Linked DNA regions of Sus scrofa: all the other regions are linked to region 2. Evidence: chromatin contacts called from public Hi-C and promoter capture Hi-C data. All regions are on one chromosome and are shown on one strand. The core of a region is the stretch at or near the end of the contact, and the rest is flanking DNA. Distances in the headings are between cores, read along the strand shown. Region 1 holds the start of C6H1orf50. Region 2 holds the start of PPCS (phosphopantothenate--cysteine ligase). Region 3 holds the start of YBX1 (nuclease-sensitive element-binding protein 1).

Region 1 (3,088 bases), core at 310-2,809, 210 kb after region 2:
GTGGAAATCTGATTTTCTGTCTCTCTTTAGCTTGAAGTGCAGGTCTGTTAAACCATGGAAAAAGAGTTATAGGGCGCAGCTCCACCTTCTATTTTCCCCCAATAAAATGGGGCTAATAACAGCAGCTACTTCCCAGGATATTGCCAGGATCTGGGCAAATGAATTAATAAACGCCACGTACGTAGCAGCGCTTGGAAACAGGCACTGGCTATCATCATCGTCACGCAATCAGAAGCGCTCCACATCCACGCATACACTCGGACTTAAAACCCTGCAGGCCGGAATTCCTAAAAATGCTAATTTTCTTTGGAAACCTGACAAACCGGCCAGAGGGTCCCCCACAGGGAGGGGCCTGACAGCCCCTACTGGCGACGTGGCAACCTCAGGTCCTGAAAGAAAGCTCCGCACTCGGGCAGCAGGAAAAGCATCACTGAAAAGCGAACCGGAAGGAAGATGTTGTAGAAAGGTCCTCGCTTCTCACTCGGGAACTTACAATGAAATCAGGATCAGAGACCCAAGCTGCCGCTGTAGTTCCCTCTCAGGGCCTGTTAGGGAACCCAAGGCCAAGTTTTGGTCGGTCTGTGCCTTCACCTCAGGGTGGACCTTTGGGGTCACCATCAGCCTACGCGGACCGGCCGAGGCTGGTCTCCTGCGAGGGTCCCAGCTCTCCCAGGGTCCTAGGAGAGCTTCCCGGCCAGGAGGCCACGGTCCCTCTCCGCGGACACTTCCCCCCACCCCCCATTCTCCCTGGCCCGCCACGCCCGGAAGGACCCCGGCCTCCCCGGGCCCGGCCGGGTCTGCACCTTGAAGTAGGCGACCTGCAGGTAGTTGTACGGGCTCCGCTTGCGGAACTCCAACTCCAGCTCCTCGCTGAGCGAGTGCGCCGCCGACGGCCCCAGGCAGCGCCGCAGACAAGCCGCGCGGCGCAGCAAGCCCCCGAAGAAGCGCAGGTCCCGCAGGGCGGCGGCGCCCGAGGCCTGCGCCAGGCTTGGGGGAGAGTCCGGCTCCAGCTCCCACGGGAGGTCGGCGGCACACTGGGTGCGGCAGCGCAGGCGGAGGGCGCGCAGGGCGGCCCGCGAGCGCAGCGCCCGCTCCATGCTCAGCACCACCCCGGCCCAGTCCCCGCGCGCATAGGCCGCGGTGCCCTCCGCGAAGAGCAGATCCGGCGCCGTCATGTCCCATCCCGCCTCGGATTCGGCCTCTGCTCGGGAGGCAGCGGCGGCGACAACCCACAACATGGTCAGCAGCCTCAACGCGCGTGCCGCCATTGCGGCCTCGGACCTAACGGGACCGCGGGTCACCCTCCGGGGAGGCCGGAGTCCCACCCCCGGGAAGCCCCGCCCCGCCCCGCCCCGCGGGAGGCCCCGCCCCGCCCCGCGGGAGGCCCCGCCCCGCGGGAGGCCCCGCCCCGCGGGAAGCCCCGCCTCCCCACCCTGCAGCTCACACCCCGGAGGCTTGCACCGCGGCCTTCGCCTTCCCCGAGCCTGGACCCTGCCCCTCTGCGGGCCTCGGTGAGTCCGCAGGAGCCCCGCCCCCGAGCGCCCGGCGGCCGTGACGCCCAGGGGCCGGGACGCGGGAGCTCCGCCCACGGGCCTTTCTGCGCAGGCTCCGCAGCCCTGCGCCGCCGGGGCCGGAGGCTGGGACCTGGCGCTGCCATGGAAGACGCTGCGACGCCCCGGCCGACTCCGGGGGTCACGGAAAACCGAGGCGTTCAGTCGGCGGCAGGTCGGGGAGGTAGGCGGGGCGGGAGTCGGAAGGGGCAAAGAAGCCCGCCCGGAGCAGCGAGTCTGCCCGGCCCCGCGGGAGGCCGAGGGCGGGCGCTCACGGCCTGTGTTCCTGGGTGTGTGTCGCAGGAGCCCTGGTGGAGCTCAGCCCGACCCCCGGCGGCCTGGCCCTGGTGAGCCCTTACCACACCCACCGGGCCGGGGACCCCTTAGACCTCGTGGCGCTCGCGGAGCAGGTGCAGAAGGTGAGGAGGCGCGGCCGGGGACGTCAAGGACCATCTTCGGGCTCGCTTGGCCCCCCCAAGCCAAACTGTGGGGTAGCATTTGTCCTTATCTCCGTTCTGCACGCGGGGAAAACTGATGGTCATTGCGAGTCGGTGGCCTGACTCGAACTCTGACCTCCTGAGACCGAAGACCCCTTCCGCGGCGTCTTGAGGGCCCGTTATCTCCCTCGATGGGAAGGTTTGCAGAGCACCCCGATACTCACGATTTCATCTGGGTCTTTTATGGAGAACATCTGTGTGTCCGTTTCATCTGATCACTTGTTGGGAGGGATGCCTGCCACCGACTTTCATTGGCCATAAGGTGCTTCCTTGTCTTTGGAACAAAATGCACATACATATTTCATGGCCTATAAAGCCTTGCACCGGAGTTCCCGTTGTGGCTCAGTGGTTAACGAATCCGACTAGGAACCATGAGGGTGCAGGTTCAATCCCTGGCCTTGCTCAGTGGATTAAGGATCCCGCATTGCCCTGAGCTGAGGTGTAGGTTGCAGCCGAGGTTCAGATCCCGCTTTGCTGTGGCCCTGGCGTAGGCCAGCAGCTACAGCTCAGATTTGACCCCTAGCCTGGGAATCTCCATATGCTGTGGGTGCCACCCTAAACAGACAAACAGAAAACCTGGTTATTGATTCAATTCTTGGAAACTTTTAAATGTATTTGGAACAATTTGAGTATGCGAATCAACTCAACTGTAAATTTTATGGTCTCAATACAGATCAAGTTTTTCCAATGAAAATTTAGCATTCAAATTGATAGATGCTGTGAATATGAAATATACACTTCATATGAAATGTAAAATATCTCTCTAACAATTTTTATATTGATTACATGATGAAATGATGTTTTTTGATATATTGGGTAAATATATTATTAGGATTGATTTTACTTAATTTTTACTTTTAACATGTTCACTAGAAAATTTAAAATTACAGATGCAACTTGCTTCCTATTCTAAAGGATAGTTGCATCAGACTGTAACCTTAACGAAGGCAGGGACCTTTTTCTCATGTTTGCCGGTGCATCCAGGGCCTAGCATGGTGTCTGACACCCAGCAGCTGCTAAGTATATGTTGGTGGAACAGAC
Region 2 (2,933 bases), core at 223-2,722:
GTCGGATTGGTTAACCACCGAGCCACGACGGGAACTGCTACCCTTCCTTCTTCATTGTTTGTTCACCTAGCAATTTCCCCCTGACCTTTCAAGGCTCAGCAAGTGTTACTCCTTCAGAGAAACCTTTCTAGATACTGCCCCACCCCAGTCACCACGCTTCCATCCTCAGAGGTCCCAGGCAATAGTACTCCCTGAGTAACGGCAGGTAGGGTTGTATTACAGTGACTTTTTAAATACAAATTAGTAGGCTCTGGACTAGATTTCGGGACGTCAGCAGCCTGGCTGTTTTATCTTGGGTCTCACACGGGGTCCGATCTGAAGTAAAGGTCTGGAGATGTTTTGCTGAAAAAATGAAAACCGATCTCGTCTCGTACTACCCTCAGCACAGCACACATCTTGGCTGTGCACCAGCAAACTAGCTTGCTTTCTATTCCTCAAACACGGCGAAGTCTTCCCTCCCTCCGAGCCTCACTGTGCCCCTCACTCTTCCTCCAGCAGATCCTTCGCGGGCTTTTCTCCTTTATCTTCAGCTCCATAGTCTGTCTGCTCTAAACGAGGCCCATCACATTCCCTTCGTCTTCCTGGTATTTCTCACTCTGACATCGCCTTGTTTTCTGATTGCTGATGGACTTTGCCCTCTTCCTCGTCAGAACCTCAGATTTGGGAGGGGCGCGGTCTCCCGCGATCCCCCCGGTAACGTCGGCGCCGGGAGCAGCGCACGGCGCACAGCAGGTGCTCAACTAAACATCTGGGGACGAAGGAGGGAGTGGGAGAGGCGGCGGGCGCGCCCTCAGCTCTTAGGGACCGTCTCCAAGCCGCCTCGAGGGTTCCCTGGCGGACGCGGGGCTCCCAGGCCCACCCTGGCGACCGGGGGAGAGGGAGGGTGGAGGCGCCCCGGGCCCCGTCTCAGGGCCTACCAGTAATATGTGACTGTGCAGGCCCCGCACACCCGCTCGGCCGGGGCTTCGCACACCTCACAGCAGAGCCTGCGACCCTTGGGCACCGCCAGGGGGTAGATCACATCCATGCCGCGGCAGACGGCCGGCGTGCTCTCTAGGCCGGTTGCCCGGCAAGGACGCGCAGGACGCAGGTGTCACGTGAGCGACACGCCGCCGCCGGCGCGTTGCAGGGCCGAGCAGAGGGGCGTGGCCCGCGGAGCCCCGCGGGGTCGGGGAGAAAGCCAGCAGCTGCCCCTCTCCCCAAGGCCAGAGGTGAAGGGGCCGGACAGTCGCATTTGGCGGGGCCCGAGGCCAGGAGCGTCTGCACGGCGCCCGGGAAGGCTCAGACGGCCGGCTCCCCACCCCGGCTAGGACAGCACCGCGGCGGGCAGTGACCGCGCCGGCTGCCGGCCCAGCCCAGACCCCGCGGCGGCCTGGGGTCGGGGTCCCCGGCTGCGGGCCGTAGCCTGCACGCCCTTGCGGACGCGCAGAGCCGCAGCGCGCGCGCGCAGCGCACGGTGGCCACCGCCCCCACGCCATTGCGGCTGCGCGCGGCCCAGGTCCCGGGACAGGGGGCGTGGCGCCGGGGCCGCCGAGCTCGCGCAGGCGCGGGGCCGCCCGGGACCGATGGCGGCCGTGGACCTGGTGGCCGAGTTCCCCCAGCCCGCCGGTGCTACGCGCTGGGCGGAGGTTATGGCTCGCTTCGCCGCCGGGCTGGGCTCGCAGGGGCGGCGGGTGGTGTTGGTCACGTCCGGTGGCACCAAGGTCCCCCTGGAAGCCCGGCCTGTGCGCTTCCTGGACAACTTCAGCAGCGGGCGGCGCGGGGCCACCTCCGCAGAGGCCTTTCTGGCCGCGGGCTACGGCGTCCTGTTCCTGTACCGCGCTCGCTCTGCCTTCCCCTTTGCCCACCGCTTCCCGCCCCAGACCTGGCTGTCGGCGTTGCGACCCTCTGGCCGAGCCCCTCCCGGCCTGCTGAGTCTGGAGGCGGAGGAGAAGTCGCTTCCGGGCTTCGCTGCGGCTCTGCGGAGCTACCAGGAGGCTGAGGCTGCCGGCACCTTCTTGGCCGTAGAGTTCACCACTTTGGCCGACTATTTGCATCTGCTGCAGGCTGCAGCCCAGGCGCTCAATCCGCTAGGTGCGTGCCTTTAGGAGTCTGTCCAATGCCCAGCGGCAGAGCCTTTTCCCCCCTAGACACGTATCCCCTGACCCCCTCATTACCCAGGGCTCTCACCGTGGGGGAGCCTGAGCTGAGAAGGACCTGGCCTCATACCCCTCTTCGATTTATTACCCCCTGTGCTTCTCTTTGCAGGCTCTTCTGCGATGTTTTACCTGGCTGCGGCCGTGTCCGATTTCTATGTTCCTGCCTCTGAAATGCCTAAACACAAGATCCAGTCGTCTGGGGGCCCGCTGCAGGTGATGGGCGCGTCTCTTCCGGAGATCTCATTCCCTATAACCAATCTCGGGTTAATTTCCTTTTGATCTGGAGATGGCCTTTGTGCATCCCATATGTGCTAGGCACTAGGGATACAGAGATGAATAAGACACCGCCCTCCCTAAAGGACCTCACAGTCTAGTGAGGTTGCTGGACACAGACATAATTACAGTACAGAGTCATAAATGCTCTGGTAGAGGTACGTACAAGTGGAGTCAGCATGGGGTGAGTGAAACTTGGGGGAAGTCAGGGCTTTCTGGAGGAGATGGCTTGAACGGGGTGTTAAAAGGTGCGTAGAGGGGGGACCCGATGAAGTAGAGAAGATCATTCCAGACAGAGTACACAATTGGGGTTTGGAGGTGGGCAGTGCATTGTGAAAGAAAGTTGTTCCCGAAGGCTCCGGAGTCAGGAGAGTGGTGGGGGTGGAGGGAGGACTGGAGAGACAGCTTACTTCATAGGAGGTTTTGTATTCCTTCTTGAGGAGGTTGGACTTAATCCTGTGGAGCCAAGGGAACCTACGTAGGAGAATGATGAATAAAGTTTTTGTTGGAGAAGAACATTCT
Region 3 (2,834 bases), core at 135-2,634, 140 kb after region 2:
CTCCCAATGGACCCCTAGCCTGGGAACCTCCATGTGCCACGGGAGGGGCCCTAGAAAAGGCAAAAAGACAAAAAGAAAAAGAAAAAAGCATGCCACTGCCTACTTAAAACTCTGAAATTACCCTTCTCACTATTGCCCTGAGTTTAAGCTTCAAGTAGAATATTCCTAATTTCGCCCTGCCTCCCTCTATAGCCCAATGTCTTCATTCTGGTCTTACTGGACTACTTTACTTGATTTCTCCCAGACTCCATCTCTTCTTGCCTCTAGGCCTTTGAATAAACCTCCCTGTGCCTGGAGTCTGCACTGCACCTTCTTTCTACCGACACTCCCAAGATGCTTTGTGCATTTGCAGCGCTGGAGTGTTCGGAGTGCTGGTTGTTGAAATTTCTGCCTTCATCCCTAGACTGAATTTAGGAAGGCAGCAACTGACTGACGAACTAGTCCATCAGCAGCAAAGAGTAGACGCTTAATAAAGGAGGAACCAAGGTGGAGGGCTTCAGCCACATCACGTAGCAGCCTCAATGATAAATCGGTTGTGAAACGTGGACAGTTATCCCTATTTCACACGGCCAAGAAAACTGCCTAGCTTGTTCAGTAAACGTGAGTTGAAATTAAATTTGATTTGTGGCCAATATAAAAAGATGTGAATACCTAACAAGACAGTCCTCCTAAGCCTGGTCTGATAGATCGGAAGGCAGATCCCCGCGGAATACCCCCCCCCCCGCGCCCTCGTTATGCTGAGCAGGGGCTGCCCGAGAACAGAGCTTGCGTGGTCCCTCCAAGGTGACTGCTTCCCCGTAAACGGACGCTCTTTGAGTGCATACGTTTAGGTCTGTTCCAGAAACCCTCGGCTGTGCAGCGAGTACATAGCCGTTGTAGAAAAAACCGCTCTATTTGCAGTAAAGGGCTGAGGTCACAAGGACCATATTTGGAGCTGGCTGGGAGGGAGGCCTTCTCTCCGTACGGAGCTAAGGTGTCGCTGGGCCCCCTTCCAAGCCCCCGGGTCAGGCCGGGTAATCCGGGCTCAGACATCCGGCGGTGCCTTTCCCTCGGCCACCCCACAGCCCCAGACTTGGGCCCGCCCGCCGCGGCTGCAGCCTCGTGAAAGTCACGTTCTCTCTGCCCGTCTTCTCCGGCACTCTATGGTTCTCGTGGTGACTCTACTCTAATTCTAGTTCCGGTCTCTATGGCGGCAGCGGAGGCAGGAACGGCTGTAGGTCGGCCGAATTAGCCACCTAAGAGCCAATGAGAACGGAGAAGTGATAGAGAGCTAGCCAATAGGAGCCAGGAGATTGGGTCAGGTGGTGAGATTGACAGCAGTGCTGGCCAGTGAGCAATGCTTAGGGCGGGTCGATGGCAGGGCTTATCCCGCCCGTCCCGCCATTCTCGCTAGTTCGATCGGTAGCGGGAGCGGAGAGCGGACCCCAGAGAGCCCTGAGCAGCCCCACCGCCGCCGCCGGCCTAGTTACCATCACACCCCGGGAGGAGCCGCAGCTGCCGCAGCCGGCCCCAGTCACCATCACCGCAACCATGAGCAGCGAGGCCGAGACCCAGCAGCCGCCTGCCGCCCCCCCGCCGCCCCCGCCCTCAGCGCTGCCGACACCAAGCCCGGCACGACGGGCAGCGGCGCAGGGAGCGGCGGCCCGGGCGGCCTCACATCGGCGGCGCCTGCCGGCGGGGACAAGAAGGTCATCGGTGAGGGCCGGACGCGGACGGGGGGGTGGGGCAGGAGGGAAGCCTGGCGGCGGAACCGTTACCCGGAGTGGGGCGAGCCGGCGGGCGCGCGGCCGGCGGGGGCCGACTCGGCGGCGCGCGGACGCCCCTCCCCCAGGCCCCCCACCCGCGCCCTCGCGGACTCGGCCCGCCCGGTCCGCGTGCCCGGCCTGCGCGCGCGCGCGCCTTCTCCCGCGCCCCCTGCGGACCCCGCGCGGCCGCGCGCCCCTCCCCTTGGGCGGCCGCGCGCCGCCGACCGCGTGTGCGGCGGGGTCCCTCCCCTCCGCGCCCGCCTGCCGGCCGCGTGCGCTCGAGCTCGCCCGCCGTTGTTCCGTTCCCCACCCGCTCCCTTCCGCGTGTGCCCGGAGGGCGCGGCGCGCCGCCTACGCAGGCCGGAGTGGGCCGGGCGGCCTCCCTCCTCACGTGCTCGCCGCCGCGCCCGTCCGCCCGCGGCCCCCGCGCACACCCAGCTCGGGCCCGCGCTCCGGGCCTGCCCCCGGGCCTCCGCCGCGGCGGGCTCCTCCACGTGGGCCGCGCGGAGAAGGGCCGTCAGGTGGCCGCCGCGGGGAGCGCGGGCCCCCGGTGCTGAAGCGTGGCGGGGTTCAGCAAGGATGGCTGGTAACCGTGGGCTTCCTTTTTTTCTTCCCTGCAGCAACGAAGGTTTTGGGAACAGTAAAATGGTTCAATGTAAGAAACGGATATGGTTTCATCAACAGGTGAGCTGACCGCCGCCGAAGCCTCGTCTTCTCCCGCATGCGGTGCCCCATCTGGAGGCTCGCGGGCCGGCCGCCTCGGGCCTTTCACTCGGGGGGTTGGTTTCGCTCGGGGACGGAAGGGACTGGTTGATCTCGAGGTGGCCTTTGCTGGGCAGCTGGACGTTAAGCTAAAGCTTGTTTGAAAGGCGCAAAGCGCGTTGGGGGCGCGCGGGCTGCGCCTGTCGGCTCGGAGCCACTCGGGGCACAGGGAGCCAGCGGGGACCCGCGGTGGGTCGGGAGGCTCCGGCCCACCGCCTTCTGATGCTCGCCGTCCACCGAACGGGCCGGGAACGGGGCGCTGGGAGGACGGGCCGCTCCGTCTCGTGTGGCTGGGTCGCCAGCGGCCGCTTCGCGGTGTGACAGCGC

The links. Promoter capture Hi-C pulls out the DNA fragments that hold promoters and counts their contacts. A called contact is a pair of places that touch in the nucleus more often than the background predicts.
Region 1: a promoter capture Hi-C map of liver shows a contact between it and region 2, with 2.6 times the contacts expected there. The contact joins the promoter of C6H1orf50 here to the promoter of PPCS in region 2. A contact is called at or near these places in 2 of 5 promoter capture datasets (fetal skeletal muscle and liver), 1 of 47 Hi-C or Micro-C datasets (heart right ventricle) and 2 of 2 datasets of contacts at active chromatin or transcription factors (alveolar macrophages and skeletal muscle).
Region 3: a contact with region 2 is called in a Hi-C map of liver, with 5 times the contacts expected there. The contact joins the promoter of YBX1 here to the promoter of PPCS in region 2. A contact is called at or near these places in 4 of 47 Hi-C or Micro-C datasets (embryonic fibroblasts, heart right ventricle and liver) and 1 of 2 datasets of contacts at active chromatin or transcription factors (alveolar macrophages).

Annotation. Positions count from the first base shown.
Region 1 is chr6:168,666,550-168,669,637 of Sscrofa11.1, reverse strand. It overlaps C6H1orf50, which reads left to right and starts at 1,559. Exons shown (of 5, transcript XM_003356499.5): 1 at 1,559-1,734; 2 at 1,854-1,969. The coding sequence starts at 1,656. P3H1 (prolyl 3-hydroxylase 1) reads right to left here and starts at 1,363. Exons shown (of 15, transcript XM_021096910.1): 1 at 804-1,363. The coding sequence starts at 1,268.
Region 2 is chr6:168,875,370-168,878,302 of Sscrofa11.1, reverse strand. PPCS (phosphopantothenate--cysteine ligase) reads left to right here and starts at 1,472. Exons shown (of 9, transcript XM_003128101.5): 1 at 1,472-2,073; 2 at 2,248-2,351. The coding sequence starts at 1,566. It overlaps ZMYND12 (zinc finger MYND domain-containing protein 12), which reads right to left and starts at 1,056. Exons shown (of 8, transcript XM_003128102.4): 1 at 918-1,056. The coding sequence starts at 1,027.
Region 3 is chr6:168,735,025-168,737,858 of Sscrofa11.1, reverse strand. It overlaps YBX1 (nuclease-sensitive element-binding protein 1), which reads left to right and starts at 1,384. Exons shown (of 9, transcript XM_021096922.1): 1 at 1,384-1,564; 2 at 1,567-1,695; 3 at 2,366-2,429. The coding sequence starts at 1,531.